Linked DNA regions of Mus musculus: all the other regions are linked to region 3. The links are chromatin contacts, called in public HiCAR-type and promoter capture Hi-C maps. All regions are on one chromosome and are shown on one strand. Each heading gives the region's core, a stretch centred on a gene start, on an enhancer-like site or on the middle of the called end of the contact. The rest is flanking DNA. Distances are from core to core; before and after follow the strand shown. Region 1 holds the start of Kat2b (K(lysine) acetyltransferase 2B). Region 2 holds the start of Rab5a (RAB5A, member RAS oncogene family). Region 3 holds the start of St6gal2 (beta galactoside alpha 2,6 sialyltransferase 2). Region 4 holds the start of Sgo1 (shugoshin 1).

Region 1 (3,231 bases), core at 597-3,096, 1.9 Mb before region 3:
CATACCACCCCTGGCCCTCGGGGCATTCTCCACTTTTCTCTGAAGGTTATATACATCTCCAAACCACCCTTTTGTACAGCTACTTACACCCCACCTAGGCTCCAAGTGCAGAACAGGCTTACTTTCTGCACTCTAAAAATGAGCCAGTTTTTCTCTTCCTTCTGTTTACCTTTGGGCAGCTGCCAGAATTTACAGTTCACTATAATACAATGGGCCTCAATCTTCCTTCTGAATCCACTTAAAAATTCTTAGATAAAGGACACTAAGAACATATAAGAGAACCTGGATTTCCCCAGTAAGTAATGTTTTAATGACATTATTGTAGAAACTTGAAGAACAAACAACCAGAGGACAGTGATGTAAAACCTGAGCTTTTTCGGGAGGCAGAGGCAGGAGGATTTCTGAGTTCGAGGCCAGCCTGGTCTACAAAGTGAGTTGCAGGACAGCCAGGGCTACACAGAGAAACCCTGTCTTGAGCCCTCCCACCCCCAACAAAACAAAACAAAAAACCCCTGAGCTTTTTTTTTTTTTTTTTTTTTTTTTTTTCCCCAGACAGGATTTCTCTGTGTAGCCCTGGCTGTCCTGCAACTCACTTTGTAGACCAGGCTGACCTCGAACTCAGAAATCCACTTGCCTCTGCCTCCCAAATGCCAGGATTAAAGACATGCTGAGTTCTTTTTTTTTTTTTTTCCTTGTTTCTTTATATACAAGGTTTCACTGTGTAGCCCTAGCTGACCTGGAACTCCTAACAGTAGACCAGAATTCCTCAAACTCACAGAGCCTGGCCAGTCTCTGCTTCTGCAGTTCTGGGGTCAAAGGTGAAGACCACCGCTCCTGGCCTGTTTTTTAATTAATTTAATTAATTTTTGAGGCAAGAGTCTTACTCTATTGAGCTTCCACACTAGGCTAAGGTCAAGCCTAGGTAAGGACTTCAGTTAGATGTAGCCTAGTAAGGCTGCAGTTTCACAGCAGGTGTCACTCCTTTGAGAAGAGACTTCTTTCTCTCTTGGCATTGCATTACTCTGCGTTAAAAGGACACAGAATCTGGCGAAACACATCTTGAGACATAAAATGCAACTTTAAGCATGACTGGTAAGAGTATTTGCAAGGGAAAGCCCATCCCATATGGCTGGAGTTCAGCAGGAGCTACCAAGCTTGCTAGACAACCAATCACAAATTCATTACGACCATTGTCCCACATTGTGACTATGCTTGCTCCGCAGAATTAGGGCACTTGCCAACGGTGCTGACCGGCAATGCAGGGCTATTCAAATCGCTTTAGGAAGGTTGACCCATGTGAAAAAATGAAACAATCTCTTCCTACCATCAGAGCCAGGGACAATAGTTTTGATTTTGAAGTTTAAGTCAAAATCGGAATCACTTTCCTGGACGCTGTCTTTCTGGTTAACTTGAAAACAATAGACACACTAGCAGCTGAAAGTAGCCAACCTCGAGTGAACCCCGTAGGCGGACTAATTTCAAACTTTTTCCATGCGTTTAGTTTTCATTTCGCCGACATGTAATGTTCTCAAACGAACAAGTATTATGTGATACACACACACACACACACACACACACACACACACACACCACACACACACACCATTGAGTCATCTCCCTCCCTCTCTGGTCATATTCGGTTCAGAAACTACCAGGAGAAGACGATGGGGAAGAATTGTTTAAAAAAAAAAAGTTTAACTCAAAGTCAAAAAAAAAAAAAAAAAAAAAAGGAACCCTTCACGCCATGATTTTGGTGAATTAGCAACAAAGAGGAGGATTGGCCGCTGACGGGTACTTCTGGAAAACATTTTTTTTTCCTCTGGCTCCCGCTAGGGTGGAGGAAGTTGGGTCTCGGCGCGGGAGGGTGTCAGGCCCAGGGACGCCAGCAGCGCAGGGCGGCAGGTGCCTGGGCTGCAGCGGCCCGGTCTCGCGGGTCGCCGGTCACCTACGGGCCCTGGCGCTCCCGGCGGGCGGCTACGCTCGCAGCAGCATGCCGGAGGCCCAGGGGAGCAGAGCGCGGCCAAGGCGCTCGGGCCCGCTAGCGTCCTAGCCGCCTGGGGAGGCGCGGGGGCCTGCGATCGCTGGCGGCCGAGTGCGGCGGGGGCGGGGAGGGCGCAGGGCGGCGGCCGGGGGGGGGGGAGGGTCTCGGCTCCGCCACCAGCGCCCGCGGGGACCCTGGCAGCTGCGGGTGACAGTCGGGGCGGCATGGCCGAGGCTGGCGGGGCCGGGTCCCCAGCACTGCCTCCCGCGCCCCCGCACGGTTCCCCCCGGACCCTGGCCACCGCTGCCGGGAGCTCTGCTTCCTGCGGGCCAGCGACCGCGGTGGCCGCGGCGGGCACGGCCGAGGGACCGGGAGGAGGCGGCTCGGCCCGGATCGCCGTGAAGAAGGCGCAGTTGCGCTCTGCTCCGCGGGCGAAGAAGCTGGAGAAACTCGGCGTGTACTCCGCCTGCAAGGTACCCGCTGGGATGAGCACAATCGCGGGGTCACGGGCGGGCTCGGACCCCCCCTCCCCTCCCCCACCCACTCCCAGCTTCCCGCCGGCACCGCGGAAGTGCTGCGTTCTGTGCGCGCGCTCTGCCGCTGCGGCTTGCACAGCATCTCACTGGGACAGGGGTAGGGGGTCTTCTAGATCTGCCGGTGTCCCTCTTCTGGGAAGGATGAGTCTTGGCTTCGGAGCGCTCGGCACTGGGGCTTTTTCTGCTCTGTAGGAGCTCGCGGGAGTCCTTTCACAGGGAGTGTAACTGTGCTTGGTGTGGCAGATCTGTCGGGGTTGGGAAGCAGCTTTTTTGGGGTTGGGGGCATCTTAGCGTGTGTCTCCCCGCGCTCGCCCTCCCCACTGAGCCCCGCTAGGAGGAGCTGGGTTGTGGAGCACCCAGAAGTGTCCTGGAATCCTGGCGCTCTACGGGAGCGAAGGGGCGGAGCGCGGGGTGGGAGGTGGGCACTGCCCCAAGCCCCTGTCCTTTGGCGCCTGGCGGCCTCGGCCGTGCGGCGACAACCCTGTCATTATTGTTATTATTTATTTAGCGAAAGCGGGATCCTGGCCGCTTAGGGTGTAAACAGGGTCTGGCAGGGTGACAGCCCAGGCGGCGAGCGCGTCTGCTCAGTTTGAAGACAGCTTTCTTGCCATTCTCCCTCTTTGGGGACTTTAGGCACCCAGGGCATCCAGCTGTAGAGCACTTGTAGGGGGCTCAGCATCTCCAGGCTGCAGGGGAGAGCGACTCTGCACTGTA
Region 2 (3,299 bases), core at 218-2,717, 2.0 Mb before region 3:
GAGAAAAGTGTAGACTGGACATGGCCATGGGGTGGGATGGGGTAGTGAGACAGGAAGACAAAGGAGCAAAGGAGGCCACAGGAGAGGGGAGCGGGAAGGAGAGAGGGAGAGGGAGAGGGAGGGAGAGAGAGAGAGAGAGAGAGAGAGAGAGAGAGAGAGAGAGAGAGAGTCAAATAGTAGGGTTACATGGGAATGAGAAACTAGAAGAGGGAAGCTCATGACTTGGAGAAGTTTAGGGTAGGAAGTGGGGTGAGAAGAGCCACAGGTACTGAGTAAATCAGAAGGCTAGCCTTGTGTTTTGGTATGCTAATAGGCACCACAGAACCTTTCTGACAGAGACAAGGAATGACTCTTTTGATAGAAACCAGTGCCAGAATTTAGGGGAGTGGAGTATTTGGACCTATGCGGATCAAGGGAACGTCTTAAATAGGTGTGCTGTGGGCAGCCATAAACATCTTGGGCTGCTGTTCATTGGAATCTTAAGAACTAGTGTTATGGAGCCGGCTGCAGGCTAGACTATATCTAACCTGTGATCGTGGCCAAATTATTTGCCTCCCTCATTCATTCCACAAACATGCCAGGACTCTGTGTGCTTATCAACTGTGCTTATCAATGGGTGTGTGTGTGTGTGTGAGAGAGAGAGAGAGAGAGAGAGAGAGAGAGAGAGAGATCACTCCAAAATGTTTACTACTTAGTTCAATGGGGAATTCCAAATAAACGCTAATTATTAGGATTTCCTCCTTTTCACTCAAAAAACAAACAAAACAAAACAAAAAACCACACACACAGGTAAACTCTCAATAAAAGCAAGTTATTCTTTTGAGGTTTGCTGTCTAAAGGCAGCTTTTGAATTTAAGGGTCTTAATTCTCTCCGAGATCACAGACACGCCCATTCTCGGAAAAGCAGGGCATTTCCAGAGCCACAGGAGCCCTCGCTCGCCTAAACCCCTTTACTGAGCTGCTGAAGTGGTGTGAGAGGCCTGTGAGTGAACCATCAGACCGAAAATCGCCGCAATGGGAAGACAACCCAGGCTGACAATGGCAGTGGGGACCCTGTCAGCTCCGATGAGACCCATAAAACGCAGGTCTGGCCCACGCCTCTCGGGTTCCCAACCCGCCGGCTTAGAGCGCCGCCACCCAGATAACAATGGTGGTACTGAGGGTGGAGCCCCGGGGAGGAGGAAGGCAGAGCAAGGAAGTGAGTAGGTCTGGCCCCAGGGAATTGGAGAAGACACGTGACGCAACCCCACGCCCCCCTCTTCATTCCTGACGCTCCTGCCTCGCCTTGCAGCCGGAGCCCAAAGATGTCGGTTCAGATCAAGGAGGCGTTAGAGAGGGCCGAACTATTCTCCCTTAGCGCACCCGGGGATGTCACGTGACTTCGGCCCCGCCCCCTTAGGAAGCCGCTGCCGGCCTCCTGGGAGGGGCAGCGGCGGAAATGACGTCACGGCGTTCTTCGCTGCGTGCGGCTACGTGGCGGAGCCGGCGGAAGCAGTTCCTGCGCTGGAGCCCGAGTGTTTGTGTTTTGGTTCGTGAGGAGCCGGGGCGGTCTGAGGGGAGGAGACCGAGGGAGGAGGAGGAGGAGAACGACGACGACGAGGAAGAAGTCCTCGGAACTCGAGCGCGGCGACTCTGGAGGAGGAGGAGAAAGGAAGGCGGAACGGAGAGGCGGAGACGCAGCCCGGCAGGGGCGGCGGCACGGCGGGCGGCGCTCAGAGTCCCGCGCCGGCCAGGGTGAGAAGAAGGAGCGAGCAGGCGACGCCGCCGCTGCAGCCGCGGCGCATCCGATCTCCGGGCCGGGCCGGGCCGTGCGTGGCCTCGCTGCCGGGAGACGCGGCCCAGGTAAGCCGCCGTCGGGGCGGGTCCCTGTGGTCCCGGGCCGGGCTTGGGGCCTCCAAGCCGCCGCGGGCCCTCAGCGCTTAGTGACTCATTCTTCTAGCAGCTTCGGGGCCTGGGACGTGGGGAATCCTCTGAGGGAGCGGCGGGTGGCACCCTCTTCCCTTCACAAGATGGCGCCGTGGGAAGAGCCTGGGGCCCTGGCGGTCTCCAGCCCGGTCTTTGGGGCTCTGTCCCGGCTACTGAGCCGGATCGCATCCGGGGTGACGGGGGTGGCTCAGGAGCGCGCCCACCAGGCCCAGCGGAGCTCCTGGCCCCGGCACCCCGGTTTGATTTCTCGGCTTCTTCCAGACAGGAACCCAGGCCTCCAGCAGGTGGGGATTGGGGAGCTCCGCCTACCTCTGACCGGCTTGGCCGGGCTGTGCGAGTAGTGGGATCCTCTGGTCCCTTCCGTGGGAGGTGGGAAGCCCGGGCCAAGGTGCGAGCAGGTTAACATCCTAACGCCTCCAGAAGTTTAAAGCTTTGACTGTCACTCTTGGCATATTAGTTTTTGCCTCGCCGAAATGGATTTAAAGTTCTGAATCAGTTGCCTTGCACGTAACTAATTAAAAAAAAAAAAACTGTTACATCTTCCAGAATATTGAGGTCTGCCCAGAATCGTTCTTAATGTAAAATTTGAACCCGTGGGGTTGTGAACAAAGTAGGCAGCACAACAGTGCCTGGCACAATTTAAGGGCTCAGTGCAATTTTTTTAATCAAAGACTTCCTAACTGTATAAAAAAACTATTTTAAAGATTGGAGATGCATATTATGCAAAAGTTTTCTTTGACGGAATAAAAGTACAAGTTATAAGTGCAGAACCTCTGTGCACTGAGCAGTAGCTTCACTGAACACCCCCAGCCCTCGCACTTAACATTAATACCATGTTCAACCTGTGTAGGTTTATACTTGGGCTTATTTCCGTTTGAGGTCTTTGGAAGTAAAAGATTTAGTAGCTTTGCACTTTAAAAGACACTGACTGTGAAGGCACCCCGCCTGTCATCCCAGCACTCTGGAAGCTGAGGTAGGTAGGATCAGGAGTCCAGGCCATCCGTAACCTATCCTGTGCTTGCCTAGGCGACAAGTCCCTGTCCCTCAAAAATGTGATCGGGATGTGGGGCAGGAAACAGTTTTTAAAAACTAAGTACAAAATTTTGTTTGTATTTTCTGTGAGAATCGATGTTTTCCCTGAGATTTTGGAAGTACCATAGGAATACAGAACAAGTTTTGTCCTGGATAAGTCATTTACTGTTTTATAGGTAAGGAACAATTGAGAAACATTTAAGCTGAAGGTATGTTGGTGCCTTTTTCAGTCTGTATGAAGTCTATTGATCTACAAGCATTAATTAATTAACTAATTCACCAAGAGGCCATTTTAATTGCCAGTTTCAAACACTGTGTACTTAGTAAGCACTGTATCAGAG
Region 3 (3,450 bases), core at 751-3,250:
GGGGGGGGGTCCAGTAGACCCTTAATATTACAGTTTTCTTTCCCTCAACTGCTGGTTCTACTCCAGACCTTGATGGTAAGACCCTGTTGACAAAGACACCACACACATAAGACACAGAATGTGTTCAAACCAAGCTGATACTGAGTGATGCTTTCAGAGTCTATTAGCAGTATGGCTATGGGTTATGGCAAGGATGATGGAGAAAGCCTGAGTTTAACACAGAATACAAGTTAATATGAGCACATACAGAAAAAATGGATTTTAAAATGCTTCCTGGCTTTTTAAAAAACATTCACTTGGAATTGAAAGGAATATTCTAGAGCCAGCATTGCTCTTTAGTAGACCAATGGAAAGAACCCTGTCTACCCTTGTTTAGGATTCCCCCGAGCAGACCAACTAAAGCATGGAAAAGTATTTCATTTATCATTACACTCCGACAGAAACCAGCATGACATACAGTTTTCTGCATTTAAACTGCCTTCATGATTTACCTGGGAAGCAACAGATTTCCAGGTCGGCCCCATTTATTCTCTACTTAGATCATAAATAGTAAACTAAGTTAACTTACATTTCTATGACAGCAATTTGCATATTTGTTTTAAGCTGGGTAAATTTTCTACAGGCACAAAGTCCATTGTTGTCTTGGAACACCTAGTGTTTTGGTTTTGTTTTGTTTTGTTTTTTGTTTTTGTTTTGTTTTTAAGGTAGGCATGAAGGCATCATCTTTGAAGTACTTTTGAAAAATAGCAATATGGGATAAAAAACATTCACAGTCTGTAAGAAATGTTATAAATTGCCAGGTGTGGTGGCGCACACCTTTAATCCTAGCACTTAGGAGGCAAAAGCAGGAGGATTTCTGAGTTCGAGGCCAGCCTGGTCTACAAAGTGAATTCCAGGACAGCCAGGGCTATACAGAGAAACCCTGTTTCAACCCCCCCCCCAAAATGTTATAAATTGAGGATTTTTACTTTGCAGTGAAACATTGTAAGGATGCTACTATGCTTTTTATTACATGAATTGATTTGTTGTTACATTTAAGGACTAGAGAATGTATAATCCACTTTTAGCACCTTGTGCAGCATACCTTGCTGGTGCTTGCAAACGTACCCATTAGACAGAAGACAAAGCCTAGAGTCACAGTTTACATCACTTCAGTGACTAGCAGAGTCCATCGTGGTGAATTGTGGGAAAGGGCAGAGCACAGAATTAGCCATAGCGTATGTATTTCTCATATATAAGACGCAGTAATTAATGAGTGACAGACCATCCCTTCAGGCAGTTCTTAGAAATTCCAAGTGTCAGAAACAGTTAACAGAACTGGGGAAACCAGAGAAAGCATCGCCCAGGTACACTTGACCACACACAATGAATTTTACTCTGTGGGTTTAGTTTCCCGGTTGTTAAATGTCTGTAAACTTCTAGATTGAGTTTTGCTCATCTATCATGATGCCTAGCCCCAAACACATAGTAGGCACTCCATGCGTTCTGAATAAGTTGGACAACTAGCTAAAATATCTAAAACAAAACACCTCGACTAGATAGATGAACTTCAAATTCAATACATTCAGTGAAGAATTTGTCTTGTCCTTTTCTAACTACGCATGAAAACTTGTAGGTAACACTCACATCCAAGGGGGCAAAGTTCAGAGAAGCATGTTTACCCACAACCAGGGACCGCTGTGGATGCCTTTGAAAAATAGGAGGGTTGCAGTGACAAATGGGCATTAGCACTTGAACACACTCACATACTTTCTATCTGCGGCTCCCACAGCACCGCTCTTGGTCACCCCTACGCCCTAGAGAGAATGTGATCACCTTTTCCAGGGTTGGATGGATGGATGGAGTTGGCAAGTGGGAAGCTCTCAAAGCAGCACGTCCCCAAGTGTGTCCCTGCACTGTCGGGCGCTTCTCAGCAGCAGCCAAAGTGAGAATGCGGGCGGCTTGAGTCGGCCTGAGTCTGAACAAAGGGAGCCAGCGGCCCAGAGGATGCTGTGCTTCTCACACTCCACCCAGCTGCCTGGCGCGCAGGTAGCCCGGCTTTTGCTCTGTCTACAGAGGGCTGTGTGTTCGAAGCCAGCACACAAAGACTCACTTCCTCCCGGCCAGCTTCCCAGACCGCCCTGCCCACCACCGGCGGCCGGTGGCATTCCAGAGGCCACCACCGGGACATTCCTGTGCCCGGGTGCCAGGTACTTGGAGCAGAAGCCATTCGGGGAGCCCTTGGAGCCGCTCAGCTGGTGAAGGTGGCGGCTGGGATTAGCACGCCTTTTTAGGCAGCCGCGCCGCCCCACGCAGCGGAGTCTGCAATCGCTGTACGACAGGCAGGCTCTGCGTCGCCAGAGCGTCCCCGCCTGCGCTGGCCGCGGGGCAAGCTGCGGGCCGGAGCGCTCGCGGGAGGCCGATCAACTCCCCAGCGCCTAGCCAGCAGGTAAGCTCGGGCTGTAGATCGGAACGGGGAAGGCGGGGTTGTGTGCGGAGCACCAGGCCCGCTGCCTCGGATCGCCTGCCCTCGGGGCCACCGGCAGAGGTGCCACTGCCACGCGGATTGGAACAATGAGGCGCGCAGCGCGGAGCTGAGCGCAGCCACGCACTGCTGAGAGGCCAAGCTGCAGCCGGCGGCAACGCGGTCATGCCTTGTCGGAAAGGAGACGGCTCCTACACAGGGTCGCCTGAGCCCCTAGCGTGGCCGCGGAGCTTCCCAGGGCATCCGAGAGAGAGTAGGAGCTCGTGGTGTGCGCGCTCGCTCATCCGCTCGCTCGCCCGCCCTCCCGCCCGCTCGCCACCCGGCAAGCCCTCCTGCCCTCTAGGCTGCGGGGGTGGGGTGGGAGTGGGGGATAAAATGTGACCCTCAGGAATCCTACTGAGGCTCCAAGTACAGGAGTAGCAGCACAGGTGTAGGGACAAACTGAATGAGTACAAGCACGCAGGTCTGTGAGGTCTGAGACCTGCCGTATCCTGCTGGAATCTCCTTGGCCAGTTGCACTGAGCTAGAGTTAGATAAGCTCTGCGAACAGAAGCCAGCGCTGTATGTGGAGAAACAACAGGGTGAGCGAAAGGAGGGCTTGCACTTGGACAGGTGGACATAGTTAACTGTGGGGATGAAATACTGTGCATTGGTTTGATTTGATGTGATTTGCTTGTGAAAGGTGGAGATTTTTTTTTTAATCAAATTCCCACACCCATCTTCATGCAAATTAGCGGGCTTGCAGCTTAGAGAGCATCCTACCTTTTCTTTCTTTCTTTCTTTCTTTCTTTCTTTCTTTCTTTCTTTCTTCTTCCTTTTGTGGCTATAATGTTCATGTGCAGAGGGATTTTCGGGAGCCTCCTAAAGTCAGTGTTAATTCTTATACACTTGACTGGCAAAAACTCGGCGTTTGGGTTGTTTTACTTCCCACCGTTTAGAGTGGTTATGTGATAAATTCTTTTGAATTCAGAAGATGGCATCTATCT
Region 4 (3,368 bases), core at 529-3,028, 1.8 Mb before region 3:
TCAGTGAGAGACCCTTTGCAGGGGAACAGGGCAGAGATTAATAGCAGGACTCCAGAACTTCTACTACAGCAACACCCCACTGTGCTCCACACACAAAGAAACACACACAACACACACAAATGCCACACTTTCAAAGTAAGAATGCTGGAAGAAGACAACACAAAATTCTCTTACTGGGTACTTGGCCCGGTGCAACAATAAAGGACTTGCGTTTCCCAATCCCCGCCAAATTTTTATTCCTTTTTTCTTTCATTCGATTCTTAATGTCTTCAAGGGTATCTTGAAAGGACCTTTTCTGACACCTTTCCTTAGCCATCTTTGTCTTTGAATTAAAAACAAAACAAAAAAAAAAAAAACCAATGAACACTTCTCAGATATTTTTTAAACATAAAATTTAAGAAACATAGGCTGTTCATCAAGAAGGGATTACAAAAGACTAAATTGTAAACTTACTTCAAAAAAAGCAATATTTTGATTTTCTGCTTAGAAATATTAAGTCAGGTGTTGTAGAATAATCCAAGCTACTAAAAAGGCTAAGGCAGGTGGGTCATAGATTTATGCTTGGGCTACATAGTGAAATTCATCTAAAACAAAACAAGAAGAAAAAAGATGTTAGAATCAAGCCATCATAAGAAAAAAAATCCCATAAAATGTCATTCATGCTTTTGCTATAACCTTATCTTCTACTATTTCATAGGAAAGTATTAAATAACTCCAGAAAGTATCAATTATTCATCTTATAGTAAATATTCATTGGAGGCGTACAACATTCTAGGCTCTATGGGAACTTATTATTTTGGGACAGGATATTGCTGTTACCCAGTCTGGTTTTGAACTTAAGAGCTCTCATGTCCTTCCTACCTCAGCCTCCTGAGTAGCTGGGACCACAAATGTATGAGCCATAAGCAGACTTACTTTTCTTACAATGTTTATAGCCAACCTTTAGTGTTTAGGATTACAGTATTAGTTCAGAAGCAATTTATATGTATATCTGGGTTTCTGTTTGGCAGCTTTTCTCTAGTAATTTTGGGGCTGAGAAAACATGTATTCATGTTAATAACAGTAGCGTGCTTCAAGCAAAATAAACTTCCTGGTCTCAAAATTGTAAACTGTTGCCAACCACAATGTGTGCATATAATTGTCACCACAAGAACTATCTTGATTCATCTCCTTTTAGTTAAGTGTTTTCTTGAATCTCTTCTTGAGTATTCTCACCAGGACGTATTTTCCTCCACGCATAATGAAGCCTTAAATTGGTACTGTATATCTTATCTAACCCTTTATTTTTACCAATGTGTATATACGATAGATTGGAGAGGGGAGTTCAACAGAATAAATGCAACGACTTCTTATAAGAATGGGTGGGTCACCATCAAGTTTTAAAAGTTTGCACCGGAGACATCTGAGTGACACACAGAATGAATAACTGATAGAGTTAAAGTTAATTACAGTTTGTTCGCGTGCGCGAGCACAGTGGGATGGAAATCGGGCCTTGTGCGTGCTAGACAGTGCAAGTCGGCGAGAACACCCCTTCCTCCGGCCCCTATCTAAAAAGTTTTTGCTACTTTGATTGAGCAAAAGCCCTGTCGATTTCGGGGTGCTCGCTTTCGCGAGCGGAACGCGTCGTCCGGTCGGAGAGATACCTCCAGTCCCGCCGCCCGTACCGCTCCGTACCTCGGCCACTCAGGTCCGGACGAGCAGATGCAACCTCCCGCTCCGCCGCGCTCCGCAGCTACCGCCGCCACATTCGAAATTCTGCGTTACGCGTATCCATTGGCTGGCCGGACACCATCACGTGACACTCCGGCCCGCCCTTCTCCGTAGACGCAGCGCCCGGCCCCGGGGAATGGCATCACGTGGCGCGCCTGCGCACGCGCAGCTGTGGCTGGGGTGGGGTAGAGGGGGTGGAGTCAGGCTGGAATTGAGGCCTTGGCTCGGCGTCCGCCTTCCCACAGCCTAGAGATCTAGCGACTTTGAGACTGGGTCTTGTCTGGGTGCGTCCCTGACTTCCGGTTAGACCTGGGGTGTTGACGCAGGCCTGAGAGCCCAGCTCTCAGAAGGCTGAGGCAGGAGAATGACGAGTTCGAGTTGAAGCCTGAGTTGGAGCACGAAAGATCCAAACAGATCCTGGCGTGGCTTGTCAGGGCGCCCAAGGCCGCGCAGCTCTTGTGCTCCGGGGCGCGCCCGTGTGGCAAACGTCCATCCAGCACGTTTAGCGCAGGCTCAGCGAAAGGACTGATGTGAGAGACTGGGCTCTCCAGGTTCAGCCCGCTGGCGAGATCTGCGGGTGGGCCTGGCTGATTCAAGAAGAAACGCCAAGTGACAGCCCGATCCTGTCCTGTGCATTTACGGAAGAGATTTACAACCGGCTGCGCTCACCTCAGAAGTCATTGTAGTGCAGCAGCCGTGACTGAATTAGAAGGTCATCTTGTGGGATCCGTTTTTTAAAGTGCTTTCCCGGGAACAATCTAAACTTCTTTATCAGTTCCTGATAATAGTCAAGGAATTGGGTTTAGTCATGCTGAGAAAAGTTCGGCACGCTTACACATCAGGCAGCGTTACTGGGTAGTTCTGAAGGCACACAAAGAAAATGGGAAGGGGAAGGTGGCAGCAGGGAGCCCTACCACAAGACATTTGGAGCCTCCACAGTTGAGTGATTGCTTCATAAGTCATATCCTTGGCAGATGTCTTGTGCCATAAGGTAGATAGATATACGTAGCCAATATAACAAGTTATATTTTACTATGCTGGTCATCACACAAGGTTCACACTCTTAATTTCTTACCTAGGGTCCTAAGATTATCGTTCCACGGCTGCTCATTTATGGCTCTCTTCTTTGTTTTCTGTTTGTTTTTGTTTTTGAGACAGGGTCTTCTTGTAGCCCAGGATGACCTCTAACTCCTTACGCTGTAGAGAAGTCTCTCTGTGTACCTTTGACTGTCTTGGAACTCACTATATATTTGAGGTTGGCCTCAAATGCAAACAGATCCACCTGCTTCTGTCTCTTGAATGCTAGATTAAATGTGTGTACCACCATGTCCATCTCCTAAAAAAGTTTGGTTTTGGTCTGTTTATTTGGCATTCAAAAAACAAAACAAAGCAAAACAAAACAACGGGTTAAGGCAGGTTTTTTACACAGCCTAAGCAGACTTCAAATTCGTGATATTTCTGCGATGACCAGGAACACACAGAGATATGCTAGTCTTGGCCTCCCAAGTGCTGACATTAAAAAAAATTTTTTAAAAAAGATTCCTTTGGAAATGTGGATATGATCCAGATATCAAAAGCTTTTGCTGCTCTTGCAGAGGACCTGAGTTCAGTTCTGAGCACCCATGTCAGGCAGCTCACAACCACCTCTGACTTCAGCT

The links. Promoter capture Hi-C pulls out the DNA fragments that hold promoters and counts their contacts. HiCAR-type assays count read pairs that join an accessible place to other places.
Region 1: a contact with region 3 is called in a promoter capture Hi-C map of cranial neural crest. The contact joins the promoter of Kat2b here to the promoter of St6gal2 in region 3. A contact is called at or near these places in 1 of 39 promoter capture datasets (cranial neural crest) and 1 of 115 datasets of contacts at active chromatin or transcription factors (astrocytes).
Region 2: a contact with region 3 is called in a promoter capture Hi-C map of hippocampal neurons, with 4 times the contacts expected there. The contact joins the promoter of Rab5a here to the promoter of St6gal2 in region 3. A contact is called at or near these places in 1 of 39 promoter capture datasets (hippocampal neurons) and 2 of 115 datasets of contacts at active chromatin or transcription factors (astrocytes and embryonic forebrain).
Region 4: a HiCAR-type map of astrocytes shows a contact between it and region 3, with 5 times the contacts expected there. The contact joins the promoter of Sgo1 here to the promoter of St6gal2 in region 3. A contact is called at or near these places in 2 of 39 promoter capture datasets (cranial neural crest and hippocampal neurons) and 1 of 115 datasets of contacts at active chromatin or transcription factors (astrocytes).

The regions. Positions count from the first base shown.
Region 1 is chr17:53,565,125-53,568,355 of GRCm38.p6, forward strand. It overlaps Kat2b (K(lysine) acetyltransferase 2B), which reads left to right and starts at 1,847. Exons shown (of 18, transcript NM_020005.4): 1 at 1,847-2,454. The coding sequence starts at 2,206.
Region 2 is chr17:53,477,767-53,481,065 of GRCm38.p6, forward strand. Rab5a (RAB5A, member RAS oncogene family) reads left to right here and starts at 1,468. Exons shown (of 6, transcript NM_025887.4): 1 at 1,468-1,842.
Region 3 is chr17:55,443,382-55,446,831 of GRCm38.p6, forward strand. It overlaps St6gal2 (beta galactoside alpha 2,6 sialyltransferase 2), which reads left to right and starts at 2,001. Exons shown (of 6, transcript NM_001347403.1): 1 at 2,001-2,428.
Region 4 is chr17:53,687,537-53,690,904 of GRCm38.p6, forward strand. Sgo1 (shugoshin 1) reads right to left here and starts at 1,779. Exons shown (of 9, transcript NM_028232.2): 1 at 1,675-1,779; 2 at 454-584; 3 at 175-322. The coding sequence starts at 316. It also overlaps the pseudogene Gm31532.